2 separate regions of the Canis lupus genome follow, and region 1 is linked to region 2. Evidence: chromatin contacts called from public Hi-C data. All regions are on one chromosome and are shown on one strand. The core of a region is the stretch at or near the end of the contact, and the rest is flanking DNA. Distances in the headings are between cores, read along the strand shown. Region 1 overlaps AMOTL2 (angiomotin-like protein 2). Region 2 has its middle 48 kb from the start of RYK.

Evidence for each region. Hi-C and Micro-C count contacts between places; a contact is called where the count stands out from the background.
Region 1: a contact with region 2 is called in a Hi-C map of tumor fibroblasts, with 5 times the contacts expected there. The contact joins two enhancer-like sites. A contact is called at or near these places in 3 of 9 Hi-C or Micro-C datasets (amygdala, skin fibroblasts and tumor fibroblasts).

What each region holds. Positions count from the first base shown.
Region 1 is chr23:31,676,029-31,680,834 of UU_Cfam_GSD_1.0, reverse strand. It overlaps AMOTL2 (angiomotin-like protein 2), which reads left to right. Exons shown (of 10, transcript XM_038570932.1): 2 at 1-44; 3 at 2,705-3,011; 4 at 4,003-4,147; 5 at 4,475-4,567. Among named protein-coding and RNA genes, the nearest start is that of AMOTL2, 5.9 kb to the left of the region's middle. Within about 2 kb of position 2,919, at least 7 of the 20 cell types and tissues checked have an H3K27ac peak or open chromatin away from gene starts, as enhancers often do.
Region 2 is chr23:31,622,807-31,627,531 of UU_Cfam_GSD_1.0, reverse strand. No RefSeq gene overlaps it. Among named protein-coding and RNA genes, the nearest start is that of RYK, 48 kb to the right of the region's middle. Within about 2 kb of position 1,656, at least 14 of the 20 cell types and tissues checked have an H3K27ac peak or open chromatin away from gene starts, as enhancers often do.

The sequences.
Region 1 (4,806 bases), core at 1,670-4,169, 52 kb before region 2:
TACCGCACCCGCGGGAGCCCACACTTCCAGCATGCTGAAGTCAGGTAACTGCCCGCCCTGCTCTTTCAAGCTCTTGACTTTCCTTCTGGTATCGTTCTCCCCTGGGGTGGAGAGCCTGCAGACACCCTGTGTCGGGGCTGGCAGGCCCCAGAGGAAGGCTGTTGAGACCCCCTCCCTGTCCCGAGAGGGAGGGGCTCAGGCCTGATGTAGAGGAGGACTTAGCCAGGGTCACGTGAGAACTTAGTGGGACCTTTTGCTTTAATTTGGAGATGGATGCCATTGTGTGCTTAGCTGTAGCAGTCAAGTAACTAGGGTTCCCGGGGGTACCGCTTACAGCAGGGGGTTAAAGGTTAGGTTTTCGAAAGAACTTGCTAAAGACAAGGGTTGGGAATCCTTGCCAAACGGTTTCCAAGCTGAGTTGGCAGGACATGGGACCTCCTTCTCTGGAGACCTTTAAGACCAACGGGACAGTCTGCCTTCTGTGATGAGTGGGAGGCATTCCTAACTGGAGGCAGGAAGGACCAGATGGCCTCCTCCGAGACCTCTCCCTGGCCTACACCAGGGCAGGAGCCACCCTCCTACTACTCTGCGTTTCCTTTCACGTTTTCCCTGTGCTCCAGGTGGCTGGAGCTCCTAGCAGGAGAGGACTTGGGGTCCTGGCAAGCCCCTTTCTGTGGAGCCTTGGAAAGGGCTGCTGGGGAATGTGGACTTTGAACCTGAATGTGAAGGGAAGCCTTTAGAGGATGGGATTTGGCTCACCTCTTTAAAAAGGTCCCCCCGGGAAGCACGTAGAGAGAATGGATTCTAAGGGCAAAGGGTGCAAGGAGGGGACAGAAACCCCGGATAGTTTGCAGAAATACTGGTTCCTAGAAATGAGGCTCTGCCCCTGGCTTCTCACTCGGCCCGGCCCCTTCCGAGAAGCAGGGACACCGATCATTTCACACACCGCACCTCCCCCCGGGCTGGCCCAGGAAACCCCACCAGAGGGGCCTGCGGAGTTGCAGACTCCTTTCCTTGGAAGCTCAAGGCCGAAGTCTGGTCCTCTTCATGCTTGCTGAGTCTTCATTTAGTCACCCGCTTTCCCACCATTTGGCCTTTTCCTGGGATAGATGCCTTTCCTTGCTCTCGAGAAATGAGTGACGCCATGGTGTTGGCATGGGGGAACCAGAGGACGGGGCCTTGTGGGTTTTCTCCATCCTCCACCGCTCGTGCCCCCCACCTTATCTCCTCTCTCAGGGCTTGGTCAGGGAGAGTTTCGGAAGCTGAGTCGCGGGTTTCTTCTTTTGGAGCAGCCTTATTGAACCCTGTCAGGAAAAGATAATATCGTGGAAAGGAAGTAGACCACAGGAGAACAAAACAGGGAGGGCGGGGGAGGAGCAGGACAGGGAAGGGAGAGCAAGTGTGAAAGGAAAGGAGACTCTATTCTTTCTCAGAGCTAAGTCATCCCCCAAGAATGCCAGTTGTGTCTGCCTGGCCCGGTGCAGGGGGGAGAAAGTTCGTGAAGCAACCCTGAGAATGCCACATTTAGCAGTGCACCGAGAGCTTGCACATTCCAGTGGGGACCCTCTGCTCAGCCCTCACTGGAAGCTCTGCCTTAGGCAATAAGACAAATAGATCTGCCCAGCCTTTCCTTTCAGCTGGTCACACAAGGATTGTTCATTGGGAACTTGGGGCGAGACTTTTCTTTTAGCCCAGGGTCCTAAGGGGAGCAGGGGAGAGGAGGCTGTGAGGGGGATGGAGGGCCTGAATGCTGAGGTGATGGACCTACAAGTGGAATTCAACTCTCATGAAGCTTCTGGAAAGCTCCTGGCGTAACTGAGGCAGTTTGTTCTTTCACACTTGGAGTCACAAGACCCCGGAAAGGCCGTGTGACCAGCCTTGACACCCATGCCTCTTGCTCTTTGCTCCTTCCCTTAATGGGGCTGAGGGTGACATTACAGCACTGCTAGAGGCCAGTGGAACATTGTCCCTCCACTCAGGCTATTGCAGTGGTCCAGAGGTGGCCCCTACACCTAAGAAAATCCAGTGTGTGGGCCACGTTTACTCTTTAAGCAGACAGTATGTTGCAGTTACCACTAGGAGAGGTAGAAGATGGACCACCATTGTGGGAGCACGCGCTGTAGGCCCAGCATCCCATCAGGCCCTGTGTAGGCCTGGCCAGCCCCTCGAGGCTGGAAACACTCATCCTCATGATTTAGCAGAGCCTGCACCATGGGGATTTGAATTCCTATTTTGTCAGACTTTGGAGCTCAGACCCTTATGCCAATATCTATCTACACTCTGCCCTGAGCCACGGGGATTCACAAAAATGTTTCTGCAACGGGTGACGAGACCCAAAATAGGGAGTAGAAAATGTGAGTGTGCTACACTGGCAAATACTAGCAGAAGAGGCTTATAACAGACGCAGGAAGTGGCCCAGAGTCCTGGAAGGCTGTGTACAAGGTCCAGGACTACTCAGGCTGATCCCCAAGGCCTTGGCCACAGTGAGGCTGGACATGAAACAAGCATCCTGATGTTAACCCCCACTAGCCCCACTCCCTTGGCCCTTCAGGGTCTCGGATAGAGCCTTCCCCACTGGACACTGCCTCCTGTTGTGTGGAGACTTGCCAGTATGCCAGGAGGGCTGGGCCCACCCAAGGCTGCTCAGGGGTGGGAGCCACAAGGGCCTGCATAGTCTCTGAGCACCATCTCTTCTGTTCCCCAGGATCCTGCAGGCCCAAGTGCCCCCTGTGTTTCTCCAGCAGCAACAGCAGTACCAGTACTTACAGCAGCCCCAGGAGCACCCCCTGCCACCACACCCAGCTGTTCTTAGCCATGGCCCCCTAGGCGCCCTCAGCCCACCTGAGGTGGAGGGGCCGGCTAGCACCCAGACCTCCTCGGCCCCCTCTGGCAGTGCCCACCTGGCCCAGATGGAGACTCTGCTGAGGGAGAATGCCAGGCTTCAGAGGGACAATGAGAGGCTGCAGAGGGAGCTGGAGAGCTCAGCGGAGAAGGCTGGCCGCATCGAGAAGGTAGGCCCTGCTGGGGCCTCAGAGGGCGGGGGCCTGCTCTCTACCCCCATATCCTTTCTCCTCCCTCCCTCACTGACTCTAGACAGCTGGGGAGCAGCCTCAAGGCCAGCAGAGCAGGCCTGGAGTGTGAGCAGTTGCTGGCCAGTGGTGATTAGAAAGAGCCCATTCACCAGCTCGCTGCACACCCTTCCCCTGCACACACCCCCTCCTGTGGACACCTCCCACAGAGAGCCCTTTGTGTCCCGCACACAACAGCAAGTCTGTTCTGGGCCAGCCCTGGCCAGAAAGAAAGCCCCTCCTCTTGGAAAAAACGAGCTACTTATTGGAATCACAGGCCAGCTCGGAGCACGTGCGGAACCTGCCAGCAGCCAAGTGGGAGGGGCAGCTGGGGCCAGGCTGGCCCTCTGCGGTACACGGGGATGGCCAGAGGAGGAAACGCTCCAGAGAGGAGGCAGCTCAGCCCAGGGGCCAGCACCCTGTTCTTTAGAGGAGGTTTGCCAGCTGTGCGTTCAGTTCTGACAGGTGGCCTCGGGCCTCCTATGGCTGTCCTGTGGTTTGAGCTCTTCTGGCCCCTAGAACGTGGCTGGAGTCTTTTTGTGCCCACTCCTGGCCCACAGTGCTCAGATTCTCAGTAGAAACTGGACAAAAGTAAAATGCTGCTTTCTGGACATTGGGTGCGGGAAAGCTATGCTTGGTCAGTCAGAGGCAGCCCCTTCCAGGGTACCTGGCCCTGGGTTCACTCAGCACTGGGGCCCTGGCACAATTGAGGGGACCCCTGCTTGCTGGTTCTAGCATCTGATTCAAATCTGGAGGCCACAAGCTTCTGACCGTCCCACTCTAACCACTTGGATTTTTTGCTGTTGCCTTTTATCCTGTCCTCTCTCATCCTTTCTGATGGAGAGTCAGAGAGCAGCCTGGGCCTGTGGAGGGGACCCTGAGGCCACACAGGGATCTCTCCCCTTCCTTCAGCTCTCCTGTCTGCTTCTTGCAGCTGGAAGGTGAAATCCAGCGGCTCTCTGAGGCCCACGAGAGCCTAATGAGAGCCTCTTCCAAGCGGGAGGCCCTGGAAAAGACCATGAGGAACAAAATGGATAGTGAAATGAGGAGGCTGCAGGACTTCAACAGGGATCTGAGAGGTGAGAGAGGTCGCCCGAGGTGAGGGGGTGGTGAGCACCTGCGGAAGGCTTGAAAAGAGAAGTTGTGTAAATTGACTCAAAGGGGGCCAGGCTGAAACTCCTTGGGGGCCGCCTTGACAGGGGGCATGCTTGTCTCTGTGCTACCCCTTGGGGCCACCCATGGGACCTCCTCACCTTTGTGGCCCAGAGTGCTCCCTCCTCCTTAGGCCCTGAGCACACCCAGGGCTTCCCTATCAGCCCATCCCCGGTTTAGACGGTGCAACCCCACAGGCGGGCACCTGATACTCAAATATTTTTTCTTAAAACATTTTTCCTTCATTTAAACAGAGAGATTGGAATCTGCGAACCGCCGCTTGGCAAGCAAGACACAGGAGGCCCAGGCAGGCAGTCAGGACATGGTGGCCAAGCTGCTTGCTCAGAGTGAGTAGGGCTCACGCTCAGATGCCCATACAGTTATGTGGGTGGTGACACTGGGACGGTGACTTTGGACGTGGAGGATCGGCCCTCCGGCCTGTCAAAGCAGTGCTTCGAGCCCGGGATTACTGAATGCCTACTATGCACTGGACTGTCCTGCTGGGAGGGGTGGCTTCCAAGGAACAAGATCTGGTTCTCTCTTATTGGCGAGGTCAGTGGCTACAAGAGGGACAGCCGGGGCGCAG
Region 2 (4,725 bases), core at 407-2,906:
TCACTCCTTCCCTGGACTGCTGCCCAAGTCCAGCCTTCCTGGCCCTGACCCTCCTTGCTTTGTTCATCCTATCCGCAGCCAAGGGTCACCTTCCCACACTGCACCTCCAGGGGAGGCCCTTCTCTGCTCCCAGCCCTCCACACCTGCAGTACCAGTTTCCCCAGATATATTCTGGGGCCTCCATCATGACTGGCCACACTTGTCTTATCTTCTGCATGCTCCCCCTCCTCAACCAGGCAAGGACAAGAAGACAGGAAGTTCCCCTCACCAGACCTACTGTGTCCACCCCTTGGCTCAGTACCTCCTCAGTGATGAAGGGCCAGAGGACCACTGCCCTTTTCAGAGCCAGAAATGTTTGCCTTGAAGGGAAGAGAAGGAGTCAGCGAATCAAGCAAGTGTTGAAAGACCGGTCAATATTTACTGAGCACCTATGAGGTACTAAGCTTCGTGTGGGATGCTTTAGGTGCCTTATCTCTCTGTCTCCAGGATACTCCAAGGCAGCACGTGGAGTCCCAATCCTCTTCACACTTCTCCTAGGCAAGCTACTGGGCCTCCTGCAGAATGGGCCTCATAAACCAACCAACATCGTGTAGACTGAGGTGGACACTCTGAGCCTAGCTGTGACTCAGTTGACCACCTGGCAGGTACTTCCAGGGAGGGCAAGCCCAGAGTCAGCCTGGGAGCCACTCTGCTCCCTTGGCCTCCACACACAAGCCTCTTTACCCTCTTTAGAGCTAACACCTATTGGCCTTTCAGGTGCTTTTGCAGCTTCCCCTGGGAAGGCCTCCTGAGTCTTCACCCCAGTCTGGGTTATTCCTGTGTTCCCCTGGGCTTCCTTGCTCCCTCTGGGTGTTTCAGCAGCTGTCTCCAAGATCAGAATGTCAGCTCCTCGAAGTCAGGGGATGCCTTATTCACCTGTGTGTCCCCAGAATTTAGCTCAGGGACAAGCACAGTGCAGAGACTCACTAAATATTTTTTGAATGAATGAAATCCTCACTCTTGCATATTCGGTCACTTCCAGACGGGATCATCTGCTTTTCCTTCCTCTGCCCAGGTCTTGCCATCCGCAGTGTGCCCTAAACACATCTTAGAGTCTCAGTTCTGGGCCCCTTAAGGCTGGCGGTAGAGAGGGTCGGGGACTCCTTTTCTAAACGACACGTGGCCTCAAAGCGCCCCTGCCCAGGGCCTCCGCCGGGACGGGCCGCCGGCTCTGTGCGGTGGCAGAGGGGGGCCTTTCTCCCCAGGAGCCGCTGCCTGGCGTTCTCCGACGGGAGGGGACGGGACTTGTGCGTTCAGGGCGCGTAGCGAACACGCTGTTCACATTCCAGCGCCCGCCGGAATGCGGGCAGGGGACGAGCCAAAGGCCGCATTCCTCGGCCGCTACGGGAGCGCCGCCAGGACCCCGCCCGGGCCCCGACCCCGCCAGGCCCCGCCCAGCCCACCTAGGCCCCGCCCCCGGCTCCACCTCGGCCCCCGCCCAGGCCCCGCCCCCGCCCAGGCCCCGCCCCGGCTCCACCTCGGCCACGCCCCAGGCCACGCCCACCCCGGTCCGGCCCCACCTCGGCCACGCCCAGGCCACGCCCACCAGGTCCGGGCCCGCCCGCACGCGGGGCCCCTGCGGGTGCGGACGCCCCCTGACGGCGGGGCAGCGGGAGGCGAGCCGGCGCCCCCACCCCCCGCGGTCCCGGCGGCTGCTCCCGCGCCCCGCGCTTCCTCCCCGGCTCTGGGGCGGGCGGCACGCAGCCGGCCCTGGTGGGTCTGACAATGCCCTCCTTCCTCTTCCCCGGGAAGCTCCCACCTTCCGGGCACTATATTAGGACTCCAGCGCGCCCTTTGTTACTTCCATTTCAGCAACCCCGCTACTCCGCTATTGTTTGGGGGTTTTGTTACTTGTTGCCAGTCAAAGCAGGTGAAAAACAGCGGCTCCCCAGGGCCCTAACCGCAAAGTCCCAACTACGAGACTGCTTCCTCTCCTGGCTTCCCATCCTATACCCAAGTTGCTGTCCTTGACCTTCTCCAGTGCTCTGGCACCTCTGTAGGAGCCCCACCCCCACCCCCACCCCCCACTCCCACCCCCACCCCCACCCCCACCCTTTGTCCGTCATGTCCTACCCACAGACACCTTGGGGCCAGGGACCTAGATGAAGGAGCTGCAGGACTCATCCTGGGCCTGTTACCCTGGGCCCACACAGTGGCTTTTCCCGCAGCTCTGAGGAGGGCTTAGGGGAAGGAAGTGCAACCCATCTCTTAGACCCCGTGACACTGGCTCTAGGTGGACACTGAAAAAATGGGCCAAGCAAATCTAGAGGTCTGCATATCAGCACCCACTGGAGAAAAGCAGCAGCAGCAGCAGCAGCAGCATTGTCCCTTAGCGAGGGACATCACTGCTACTGATGCCAGGTGAAGCCCAAGAAAATTGAAAGCCCCGCTGGGGTGACGGTTTCCACCATGGTGTAGAAACCCCTCGCATCACAGCATTCATACAATTGCACCAACGCTAAACATCACTGATACAGTAACTAAGAAGTGTTTTTACCCAGACCAGGGCCAAGCTATTCTGTTTAAGGCTCTTCCACCTTCCAGGAACTCGAAGGAGAGGAGGGTATACTGTTTACTTACGTCTGCATGAGGGGACAGGCAGGTCCCCAGGTACCTGCAGTAAACAGGAATGTTGGACAGTGCTGGGAAGACGGGGGCTTTCCCCCGTTTTCTGTTTGTTGATGTAGATCTTTCCTAGTGGGAAAGAAACCACAGCCTAACACTGTTTGCCTATAGAAAATTTGCATGTTTATCATCCCACCACCACCAGTTAGGGACTTCACCCTGTGGTTAAAGTGACACCTGGGAAGCCAGCAATGAAGCAAGGCATGCCTGGAACTTGCATTGCTCACCATCAGGGAGGGCTGTGAATGTTGCCAGGAAAGGTGGGAAAGCAGAAACTGAACTCTCATTTGTCTGAGCTGCGGGAAAGGGTGGGGAGTCAGGAGAGCTAGACTGGTGGCAGGCTTGAGAGCTGGCTAACCTTGCTTGGTTGGTTTCTCAGACTCTAAGAGGAGGAAAACACAGCGGTCCCTTTCTACCTGGCAGGGCTAGCATTCCTCCTACTGGCAACAGCTGGAGACAGGCCCACAGTGACAAGGCGGCAAGCAGTGATGGTTTGAGCTTGCAGCCCTGGCTGTAGGTATGTCTCTTCCCCACGACACAGACAATGGACATTCTAGACATTTCACACCACTGTGGCAGTTCATCAAATGGCAGTGCCAGGGCTCTGTCTCAGTGGGGTCTGAGGGTGCTGGAGGTGATAACGACTCAAGTTAGCTGAAGAGAAGCCCCTATGATGAGCATATTCCTTTTACAGACACTTGCTGAACTAGGCCTTACCATCCCCAAGACATTGCCCACTAGGGGAGGCAGACACCCAACCTGGCCTCCATAATGCAGCATGATAAGCAAAAAGATAGAGGCAGGCCCAGGGTGCTGTGGGAGGACTGAGAAGGGGTGCCCAGCCAGGCTAGGGCAGTGTGGGCACGATGGGTCTTCTAGAAGGGGCTGTTCTGTGGTGAAGTCCTGAAAGAGCTGGAACTGGCCAGAGGATGTGGGGGGCAGGAGGAAGGCTCTGCTGGAAGAAGGAACTCTATTGCCTATACTCGGCAGTCCTCTTTAGTATTCTGAGGCCAACATGCCATTGTGCTGATTTTTCACTAAAAAGTCTCCATGGATTGTGCTAGGCATGTGGTTAGATTGGCTAGCCTTCAAACCTTGAGTTCTGAGATCACTGGGTAACGATGAGTGGAATTATAATCTCCACTGGGCTCAAGCAGGGAACTGGTCTCAGCGATGAATTTGCTTCAGAAATTTACCCCCTTGCCATGGAGCTACTGCAAGCCAGGGCCCTCTTCACTGATGTGTCGATTGTCATCTCCTTCCCCACAACCTATGTGTCCAGCATGTGTGGCAAACCTGGGTAGGGAGGGCCAGCTCCCATCTGCTGTAAATGCTCTGGGACACTTAGTTAAATGGCTGATCCCTCTCTGAGTCCCACTCCATTTTTGTGCTTAAAATCAATAGAAGGCTACCAGGCCCTACCTGTTCCCATATTAAGGAAAATGAGTTGAAGTAAACTCTTTGAAAATCTATAGTTTCCCAGGGATGCCTGGGTGGCTTAGCGGTTCAGCATCTGCCTTCCACTCAGGACATGATCCTGAGGTCCTGGGATCGAGTTCCACATCAGGCTCCCTGCATGAAGCCTGCTTCTCCCTCTGTCTATGTCTCTGCCCCTCTCTGTGTGTCTCTCATGAATAAATAAATAAAATCTTTAAAAAAAAAAAAGGAAAGAAAAACTATAGTTTCCCAAAGTATCATTATATAAAGTAATAGTTCTTAAATGTGAGTGTGCTTCAGAATCACCAGTCAATGGGGGCTGGGGGTGGGAGGGAAGGGTTTGCTTAAAATGTATTTTCTTTGGCTCATTTACACATTCTGAGTCGGGAGGTCTCAAGTAGGGCCCAGGAATCTGCATGTTTAAAAACTGTCCTAAGGAATCTTGACGCCATTGGTCTTTGGATTGCACTTTGACAAGAACAGATACAGAGGACCTAACATTTGTTCTCAGTAAGTCCACTTAGAATGAACTCTCCCTCTGTCAAGGTTTGGACAAATCCCATGAGATTTAAAAAAAAAAAAAAATCTGCCCCTGAAAGGAAGCATGCAAGAAGTGGGGCTGAG